Linked DNA regions of Sus scrofa: region 1 is linked to region 2. The links are chromatin contacts, called in public Hi-C maps. All regions are on one chromosome and are shown on one strand. The core of a region is the stretch at or near the end of the contact, and the rest is flanking DNA. Distances in the headings are between cores, read along the strand shown.

Evidence for each region. A called contact is a pair of places that touch in the nucleus more often than the background predicts.
Region 1: a Hi-C map of liver shows a contact between it and region 2, with 5 times the contacts expected there. The contact joins the enhancer-like site here to the promoter of MAOA in region 2. A contact is called at or near these places in 1 of 5 promoter capture datasets (liver) and 3 of 47 Hi-C or Micro-C datasets (fetal liver, liver and subcutaneous adipose tissue).

What each region holds. Positions count from the first base shown.
Region 1 is chrX:39,185,974-39,191,287 of Sscrofa11.1, reverse strand. No RefSeq gene overlaps it. Among named protein-coding and RNA genes, the nearest start is that of NDP, 32 kb to the left of the region's middle. Within about 2 kb of position 2,212, at least 2 of the 83 cell types and tissues checked have an H3K27ac peak or open chromatin away from gene starts, as enhancers often do. A contact at or near this core is called in liver, where this site is marked.
Region 2 is chrX:38,928,878-38,933,891 of Sscrofa11.1, reverse strand. It overlaps MAOA (monoamine oxidase A), which reads right to left and starts at 3,437. Exons shown (of 15, transcript NM_001001640.1): 1 at 3,326-3,437. The coding sequence starts at 3,398.

The DNA.
Region 1 (5,314 bases), core at 963-3,462, 260 kb before region 2:
AAGAAAGAAAGAAAGAAAGAAAGAAAGAAAGAAAGAAAGAAAGAAAGAAAGAAAAGAAAGAAAATGAAGAAAGAAAGAGAGAGAGAAAGAGGGAAAGAGAGAAAAGAAAGAAAGGAAAGAAAGAAAGAAAAAGAAAGAAAGAAAAAGAAAGAAAGAAAGAAAGAAAGAAAGAAAGAAAGAAAGAAAGAAAGAAAGAAAGAAAGAAAAGAATGAAAAAGAAAGAAAGAAAGGAAGGAAGGAAAAGAAAAAGAACGAAAGAAAGAAAGGAAGGAAGGAAAAGAAAAAGAAAGAAAACTTCATCAAACCAAAGTATAAAGGAAAGCTTAGATGTCAAACACTTGGAAAGTTGCCTCCTTAGGTAGGTTCATTCCTAGGTATTCTTTTTCATGTAAAATGCAATTCTTTCCTTAATTTTCTTTCTGATCTTTCATTGTAACTGTATAAGAATGCAAGAGATTTCTGTGTATTAATTTCGTATCCTGCACCTGTACCAAATCCATTGATGAGCTCTGATGGTTTTCTGGTAGCATCTTTAGGGTTTTCTGTGTATAGTATCCTGTCATCTGCAATCAGTAACGCTTTTACTTCTTTTCCAAATTGGATCCCTTATGTGCCCACCGACAGAGGAAAGGTAAAGAAGATGTGGCACATATATACAATGGAGTATCACTCGGCCGTAACAAGAAGGAAATAATGCCATTTGCAGGAGCGTATCCTACTAAGTGAGGTAAGTCAGACAGAGAAAGACAATTATCATATGATATCATTTATATGTGGAATCTGATTCTAAAAAGATACAAATGAACTTACTTATGAAACAGAAACAGACTCACAAACTTCGAAAACATACTTATGGTTACCAAAGGAGACAGGTGGAGGCTGAGGGTCCAATGAGGAGTTTGGGATTAATGCATACACACTACTATATATAAAATATATCACCAAAAAGGACCTACTGTATAGCACAGGGAACTCTACTCAATATTCTGTAATAAACTTTATGGGAAAAGGAGCTGAAAAAGAATGAGTATGGGTATGATGTAAAACTGAATCACTTTACCGTACACCAGAAATGAATACAACGTTGTAAAGCAACTATATTCCAATAAAATAAAATAAAATAAAATAAAATAAAAACCAAGAAAGTTAATCTGCTTCCTTGGAAGGAAGGAGACAGGATGATGGAAGAAACACCTGCATGACTTCTTCAGTCTTGGAGGAAGCAGTTGGAGTTGGCAAAGCGTATGTTGGGTTTTGACCCTGCTGAGTGACCTTCAATGGCCGCTCCATGGACTGAACCTGTCTGAACCTCCGTTTTCTAATCTGCAAAATAGACATGACAATAAACATGCCAAAGAGTTTTTAGGAAGACTAAATGAGGGCATGTGAGCTAAGTTCTTCAAGGCGGGCCTACAACATGACAGACACCCAGTTAATGCTATATGTTCCCTCCTCCATGCAAACCGTGAAACGGGGTGTGTTTAATTTGAGATGTTCTCATGCAGCCCTTCGCGGGCCCTCTTTGCCTACCCTTTCTCCCCTCCGCCATACTGACATCTACACCCCAAGTTTCCGTTTGAGTGGCTCGTCAACAGAGGCTGGGTAGATAAGAGATGCTCCTACTCTCAGGGACGAGGAGAAAACAGACCAGAAACCAGGAGACCTCTGAGCGTCATGAGGTGCTTGGCAAGACGGCAGGCAGGCAGTCTCAGCCATCAGCTGGCCTTTCTGCTGGCCTCGCTGTGCTTCGATGGGGCGGGCCTGGGGACAGCTGCCTCCCTATTGCTAAATCCAAAGAAGTGATTGGAATGGCGAAAGATAAGCTACTGGCACTGACCGATGCTTTTGCATTCTCAGGCTACCCTTCTTGGTCATTTAATACACCTAAGAGGCACAGGGTGGCTCTCTCTCCAGGGCCATCTGACTTCATCCTAGAAAGAAATCTTCCTAGAAATGTTGTGAATTCCAGCTATGCCAGCAGAGAGGGCACTCAAGCTCAGTGCAGTGAGCCTGGCTTTGCCTGGCTACCACGAACCCTAGCTATGTCTTGGCTCCTTAGTACATATTTCTGAAGATCATTTAGATAAGTGAGTTATGGTTGGCTGGGTGCAAAAGAGTCACAAGTGGCCACAAATTCTTCCCCTCCCACAGCGAGGCGTAGCCTATTTCTGCACCCGTTGATTTTGGGTCGGCCTTGTGATTTGCTTTAGATAATGGAGAGTTAGGCAACAGGCTGCAAACAGAAGCTTGAAAAGCACTCGATATTTCAGCTGGTGCCATTCTGGTCCAGCCAGTCCACAGCAGACAAGCGACTGACCCCAGACCATAGAGAGGTTGGCTGGACAGTTGCCTGTTTTTGTAAATAAAGTTTTATTGGAAAACAGCTAAGCTCATTCATTGACTACTATCTATGGCTTCCTCGTGCTATATTGGCAGGGTTGAGTCATTGGGGCAGAAATTGGATTGCCCCCAAAACTAAAATATTTACATCTAGCCCTTTACAGAAAAAGTTGGCTCACCTTTGCCTTAGACAAATGAGGAAGTCCAGTCAAGACCAACAGAAGCACCCCCCTAGCTAGTCCCAGCCTAAATTGCCAATCCATCGACTTATGAATTAAACAATGGGGAGTTCCTGTTGTGGCTTGGTGTGTTAAGAACCTGACATAGTGTCCATGAGAACTGGGGTTCGACCCCTGGCCTCACTCAGTGGGTTAAGGATCTGGTGTTGCCGCAAGCTGTGGCATAGGTCTCAGATGCAGTTCAGATCCAGTGTTGCGGTGGCTGTGGTGTAGCCCTCAGCTGCAGCTCTGATTCGACCCCTAGCCCAGGAACTTCCATATGCCTCAGGTGTGTCCCTAAAAAGAAAAAAGGAGTTCCCGTTATAGAGCAGTGGAAACAAATCCGACTAGGAACCATGAGGTTGTGGATTCAATCCCTGGCCTCGCTCAGCGAGTTAAGGATCCGGTGTTGCCTTGAGCTGTGGTGTAGGTTGCAGACGCAGCTCTGATCTGGCGTTGCTGTGGCTGTGGTGTAGGCCGGCGGCTACAGCTCTGATTAGACCCCTAGTCTGGGACGCTCCATATGCCAAGGGTGCAGCCCTAAAAAGACCAAAAAAGAAAAAAAAAAAAGACAAAAAATTGGTGGCTTTGGAGTTCCCTAGTGGCCTAGTGGCTTAAGGATCCAACATTGTCACTGCTGTAGCTGAAGTCACTGCTATGGCATGGATTCTATCCCTGGCCCAGGAACTTCTGCATGCCACAGGCACAGCCAAAAACTACACAAACAAAAAACAATGGTGGTTTAAGCAACTTAATCTTGGAGTAATTTGTTGTGTAGCAAAAACGAACTTGTGCGGTCGCATGAAGTTTTCTTAGAGGAGTTTGAGAACTACGTGTAGCTAAAGGAAGCTTCTGAAATCAGATGAAGGTAGCAAGATAGCTAGGCAATATTTTTTGCCTTTAGATTATGACGGTGTTTTGGAAGAGGAAATTGGTTTATTTTCATAATATCCTTGCACATATATGAACAGGAAGCAGAGAAATTTGTCCCAAGAGTTATACATGGGATTCTACGCCGCTCAATCTCTCAGCATCTAGCAGTCACCTCTGTCCCGTGCTAGTAGCGATCGTAGACAGATTAAATAACTGGACGTCACGGATGCAAGAGACAACAGAGATTTGCAAATAAAGACCCTCGGATATTAAATTTTGACAAAACTTTTGTTAAAAACGGCGAGATGCTGCTTTTCTTGATAACTATAAATATGGATGTGTTGTCATTAACGTGGCTCACTTTCCCATCTGAATGCACTGAACCCCCAAGTTAAATAAAGGCCATTGGTTTTTGGTTTTTTTGTTTGTTTGTTTGTTTGTTTTAAGTCTGTGAAGAAGGCATCCTCTGTGTGGTAAGAAGAAGGAAGAATTTCTTTTTAAGCCCCAAAGAGCAGATGTGTTCTTTCTGTGGGAGCAATTGAAACTATATTCCCCTGCCCCATGATTCCAAGCCTCCAAACTCTGGAACACAGAATGCTTTTTATTTTATTTTATTTTTAAATGTTTTGGCCGCACCTGGAGTATGTGGAAGTTTCTGGGCCAGGGATCAAACCTGTGCCACAACAGTAACCAGAGCCACAGAAGCGACCACACCAGGTCCTTAACCACTGAGCTGCCAGGGAACTCCCCAGAATACCTTTGAGAAAGAGGAACACCTCATCATGTTTATATGCAAATTGCTTATTCTTAATTATTCTTTGTGTCTCGTTTGAAAAAGCTCACATAAACCAAGGGACCCCATGTGCCTAGAAGGCTCAAAAGAAAATATTTTTGATTGGTGGATTGCCAAGATTTATGTAAGAAAATAAGACATGGTGGTTCCTTCCACTGCGTGAAGGAACTAAAGCCAGAAATTACATAAAGCTATCCAATGAATCATCATTAAATCTAAATTTTGTGCACACAATTTCTTGGCACCCAAACCTCGCTCAAACTAAATCTTCACTCGCTCATAAACATTCCAAAAATTAAAACTGCGAAGATTTTTAGTCACTTATTATAGCCTGGGTTTCTATGGATATTTTTCTTCTGAAAACATATGATTCATATGATCATCACAGCCTTTTACTCTTGGAAGAAGTCGGAGATTAAATTTGCTTTGTTTCATCTGCTAGGTACCACCTTGCTCACTTTCTGATAAATTCTTAGCAAGTATTTTGCTGTTCTGATGAACGCAGGATATTTGAAATCACTGGATGATAATTCACATTCCATTTTTCAGACTCAATTTTAATTTAAATGGTCTCAAAGAAAAAGCCAGAAAGAAAACATCTTACCTTAAGAGACTTGGCCCAGAATCTTTTCCTTTGTCTGGAAAGAAAAAAAGAAAGATCCCTTCATAATTAAAAATTTGCCACCAGGGCTTATATAAACAGTCACTGAAGATGGTCTATATTGGAAAAGAATCTGAAAAAGAATGGATATGTGTATATGTATAACTCACTTTGCTGTACAGCAAAAATCATCACAACATTGTAAAGCAACTGTACTTCAATAAACTTTTAAAAATCCAAAAAATATTCACCCGAATTACCGAGATAATACGTTGCATCTAAGTTATGAAGAAATTATTTGATGATGAAGTAAGACTTCTAATTTAAAAATTAAAAATCAGGAGTTCCCGTCGTGGCGCAATGGTTAACAAATCCGACTGGGAACCATGAGGTCGTGGGTTCGATCCCTGGCCTTGTTCAGTGGGTTAAGGATCTGGTGTTGCCAGGAGCTCTGGTGTAGGTCGCAGATGTGGCTCCCATCCAGCGTTG
Region 2 (5,014 bases), core at 2,188-4,687:
AAGGGGTGAAGGGACTGTTCTGGGGTGGGGGAGACACCGGAAAACAGAGAGAGGGAACAGCCCAAAGGGAAGGTTAGAAGGATCTACTGACTGGTTGTAGAAGATTAAACAAAAGGATGTGTCAAAAATGATGGAAACGGTGGTGGTGCCAAGAACAGAGTCAAGGAAGTGAGGCAAAGAAGCTGGGTTGGAGGGCAAGGAGCCTTTCCAAATGTTGAATATGAAGTAAGAATAAGACATTCGAGTGTGAAATAACCGAGAGCAGATAAGCTACAAGACAGATGTTCAGAGGACGTATTATAGGAGTCAAACTAGAGACTTAAGAATTTTCTATAAATAAGAGAAAGGTGAAGTCCTAGAATGAAAAAGAGGGAGAGAGTGCATAAGAAAACCCCAAAGTGATGAATAGCTGAGCCCGAGGCCATTTCAAAACTAGAAGTTCCCAGGAATATGGGCACAATGAAAGGAACAGAAAAGGAGCAACCAGTGTGGAATAAAAATTCAGGATCCAATAGTGTCACAGGAAGCACAAAAGAAGTTTCAAAAAGGACTTGAAATGGATGATGGATGATGGATGATGGATAAGGGCCAGGGCATGTTGAAGATACCTTTACAAATGAGTAGGGGGTTTTCGCATCTGAAGTATTAATGGAGTACATAAAATTATTTAATTGGTGAGCGGGCAGAAAAGGGCTGTAAAATATGGCTCTGTTTTACAATTTTTAATGACAAAAGAGAGATAAAGGAAGATGCTGCTATTCTTTGTGCAGAGATAGTTATAAAAAAATGAAAGATAAGTGTTAAATGTGCCTTGTTTTTGAGGAAGGTCATTCTGAATGTGTACTCTTCTGGGAACTATTTTGTTGTATAATATAAGTAACATTGCAGATGCTAAGCACTGGCCATATCTTATAAGTATACGGGTAACATATTAAAATGTGCAAATCCTGACAAAAGTTCTAAGAGATCTCCAAAAGTATTTAAAACTGATATGGGGACTATTAAGTAACTCCTGGGGTACTGTCAAGCACACACAAAGCTGCTGTCTTTCTGAGTCCTCAAGAACCCTTGGGAAGCAATGCCTCTCACCTGCTTCTGAAACGCCAGTCTGTGTACCAGGGCTGATCCTGAACCAGATTTGCATCTACTTTTAATTGTGAACCATCTGGCAAGACATCATGGCCAGAAAGCAGTGGTTCTGGTCACTTTGGGTGTTCAAATCAAATCTGACTGATAAGAGATGGTATTAAAGGAATCCCAGGGCCTTTTCCACTGTCGCTGAAGAAGTAGAAGCTGAGTTCTGGACTAGGAGTGTGAACTACTGTGCAAAAAATGCTCCCTTCCTCCCCCCACATGGAAATGAACAATCAATAGTGAATAGTGATCATGGAAAGATCCAGGTTTTGAGGGGCCTGAAGCCTATGTAATTTGGGTGCCCTCTTTAAGAAGAATGCCAATTTACAAATGCAAGATTCAGTATGAAACCGGTTATCTATTTAGAATGAGAACCGGAAGGGCCCTGGAGCTGTCAGGCCACAGAGCATCAAGACCATCAGCTACATGGTAAATCCAGCTCTGCTCACAACCAACTACTTGGAGTAAAGTGTGGAAAGGGAGAAAGAGCCAGTGATAAGGCAGAGGAAAAATATAAAGACAAAATGCTCCTTAAGGAATAGTGACAAGAATAAAATCCCAGAAAGAACCCCGAATTGTGAAATACGGATGGTATGGAGATGGGAAAGAGGCAGAACTCCCAATCAATTGACACAAGACATTATCATCGTATTTCTTTTCCAGTGATGAAGAGTCATGCTGCTTCTAGGAGGCTTGCATACCAGAACCAGTCTTTTAGAAACACCAGTCCACTTCATTGCAGGCACTCAACAAGTGTTTGGTGAACAAATCGAATAAGCTAATGAATGAAAGGAGGGAAACGAGAGAAATACTTCTTTTTCCTCCTCTCTACCAGCACCTGCTTTTCTGATGCTCCGACGACATACCTGCATGGTTTTGCTCTAAGTGGCTGGAGTTGTCAAAGCAACAGCTCCTGCCAATCTCTTCTCTGGTGATTAAGACTGTTAGCCTGAATGGGCCAAGTCAAAAGCTTTCTCCACCCAAATTACTCTGTAAGCATGTTCAGAGTCTCCTCAAAAGACTTCTCCATAAAAATGGCTACTTTGGGGCACCCTCCTTACTCCCTCTCACCTGCTTTCTCCCTTTCTAAATCAGATCCTGCCAGTGCATTTCAGAATTGCTTAACATTCTTCCAGGTCGTGGACAGATGAGTGTGGGACTCTAGCTGGAGCTGAAACACAGTTCCTCACTTTAAGCCATTTTACCAATTATGACAACAAACCTAAGTGACAATTTAATATATGAGTCATGATGAGGTTTCCAGGAAGATCCGAGAGAAGCCTCAGGCAGCATTCAATTGGTCAGCTACACACCCAAACCAGGACGGGGTGGGGGGAAACAAGGTGGCCAGCTGGCTCATCACAGGACAAGATTCAGGCGGTGGAGAAGGAGATGAAAAGGGCATTCCCTTACCTGCCCTCAGCCGGTTTCACAGAGGGATTCTCTCCGGGCAATAAAAAGCCCTACACTTTCTGCAAGTTCCAAAAACCAACCAACCAACCAACCAAAAAAACAAAACAAAACAAAACAAAAAAAAACACCCAGGCAAGGGGTAGGTTGAAACTAAGAGCCCCCCCCCTTAAACCTTTTCCTAAATGATTCCTCTCCTTTCCAGTTACCAAATTTTCTAAGGAAAACAGGTGTAAGAAGATCGGGACTTGAGTTAACACTATGACTACCTCCATACTACAAAAATCTGTATAGTGACTGTCTGTTTAGGGCAAAGGAGGAGAAATCAAGCAAAGCAACTGCCTCAGGAATCGGAGTGGGGGTCTTAAAGGGGAGAAAATCATTGTCCCTTCCCAGGTAGGTGATCCGACCTCTGGACAGTTACCTCAGTTTCTAGGTTTTGCGAAACTGGGACGCACAGAGTACCCACCTCGCAGGACTGCTGAGGATTGAGAAAATCCACGTAAACCGCTAAATACGACTGCACGGCAAGAGCTAGTTAAATGTTAGTATTTCATAGTAGTAGTAAAATGACTGTTCCTGCCTCCCCCCGGTTCACACCGCCAGCGAAATCGGCTCAACCCCACTCCCTCCTGGCAGGATCCGGGGCCCGGCCACGGTGGCACTCTCGCGTGCACAAGAGAGGACCCCCCCAAAAATAAACCCGCCACCCTGCGACTGCAGGTCCCCCACCCCGGGCCGGCCAGGGTCCCTCGGGGCTATCGATGCAGTCCACACTGACCTGAGATGCCGCCTCCTATCACGACTACGTCGACCATGTGGCCCGCGTTGTTCGCCTTCTCCTGACGCTCCATGCTCTGGCCGAGGCTCTCCCGGGGCGTGGGGATAGGAGTGGGGCTGGCCAAGGGCGGAGCGGACTTTTCTACCGACTCTCGGGGGGAGCCCGAGGGCGGAGCCGATTCTTCCATCGATACCCGGGTGGAGTCGGGCGCTGAGGGCGGAGCGGGCCCTGGTACTGGTACTCCCGGAGAACCCGGGGGCGGAGCCCATCCTTCCACCGCTGTTAGGGGGTAACTTAACCCTAAGAGCTGGGTGGACTCTTGGGTCGACACTTGGGAGTTCATGGGTGTTAGAGGTCCTGGTATCGAACTCCGGGGCGTGCTGAGCACTGAGGGCGGGGGAGACCCTTGGATCGACACTATGGAGGAGTCGGAGAGCGGGACAGATGCCTGCACCGAACTCCCGGAGAGGCCGAACACCAAGGGCGGGGCAGACCCTCTTACCACCTCATGGGACGGTTCCAAGAGCGGGGTGGATCTTTGTTCAGATAGTCGGTGGGAGTCGGGTACTGAGGCCTGGCTGGACTGTTGTACTGACAGTCGGGGGGAGTTATAAGGTGTGGGGGGTACCTGCACCGAACCCCAGGGGGAGCCCTGTACTGAGAGCAAGGATAACCCAAGTACTGACGCTTCGGGAGTGTTAGTGGGTGGTGGAGGTGCTGGTACCGATATTCTGAGGAAACCGGGCATCGAGGGCGAGATGGATCCTTGTACTGGCCCTCGTAGGAAGTTATTGGGTCTAAGAGTTTCTGGGACTGATTCCCCAGGGGAGGCGGACACGGAGGGTGGGGTGGGCTCTTGGGGGGACAACTGGGGGGAGGCTGAGGGCGGGACAGATCCCTGTACAGATTCTGGGGGGTTGCTGGTGTTCAGGTTAGAGGCTGGGGCGGCCCCATCTGAGGTGGTCGAGCGGGGGTCAGACATGGGGATCCGGTTGCTCAGGCCGCGGGCGCCAAAGCCCCAGAGGCCAATCTTGATGTCCTTGTCAGTTATCGGGCCAGGACTGGAGCCGAGTCGCGAGGGCGCGCTGAAGCTTCGGGAGTGTGTTACGTCTGGTGAGGACGCGTTCGACGGGGAGCTGGAAAACGGACGGGAGGCAGTCCGCCACTCAGAATGGATGCTCCACGCGGATGTGGAGGACGTGGCCGCGCCCAAGGTGGAAGCCGGGTCGGAGATCCGGGCGGTTACCGGGTCCTGGGCTCTGGACGCGCGCTCTCCCTGCCGCCCGCTCCCGCCGCCGCCAGTGGAAGCCTCTGAGTAGGGAGCGCTCATTGTTCTGGAGCGCGCGGGTGGAGGGCGGGGCTGAGGGCGAGGTTCTGGTCTCCTCCGCCCCTCCCTCACAGGCGCGCTCCTCAGCCGCCCAAGTGGTGCCTGATCCGCCCTCTCGGAGGCCCGCCGCCGGAGCCAGGCTCACTCGGGGGCGGGGAAACGAGGGCTCCGCCTTCCCCGTCTGTACCGGGCGCGCGCGCGCGCGGGAAGCCCTCCCTCCTGGTGTGGCCCGGCAACGCCTCTAAAGTGGGGGGGTGTGGCCAGAGAGCGTGGGCGTGGCCACGTGGGGCTTTCAACCTGGTGCTTTCATTGTTACGCTGAAAGGCGGGGGGTAACTGGGCTGGTGCCCGGGGGGAGGGGCT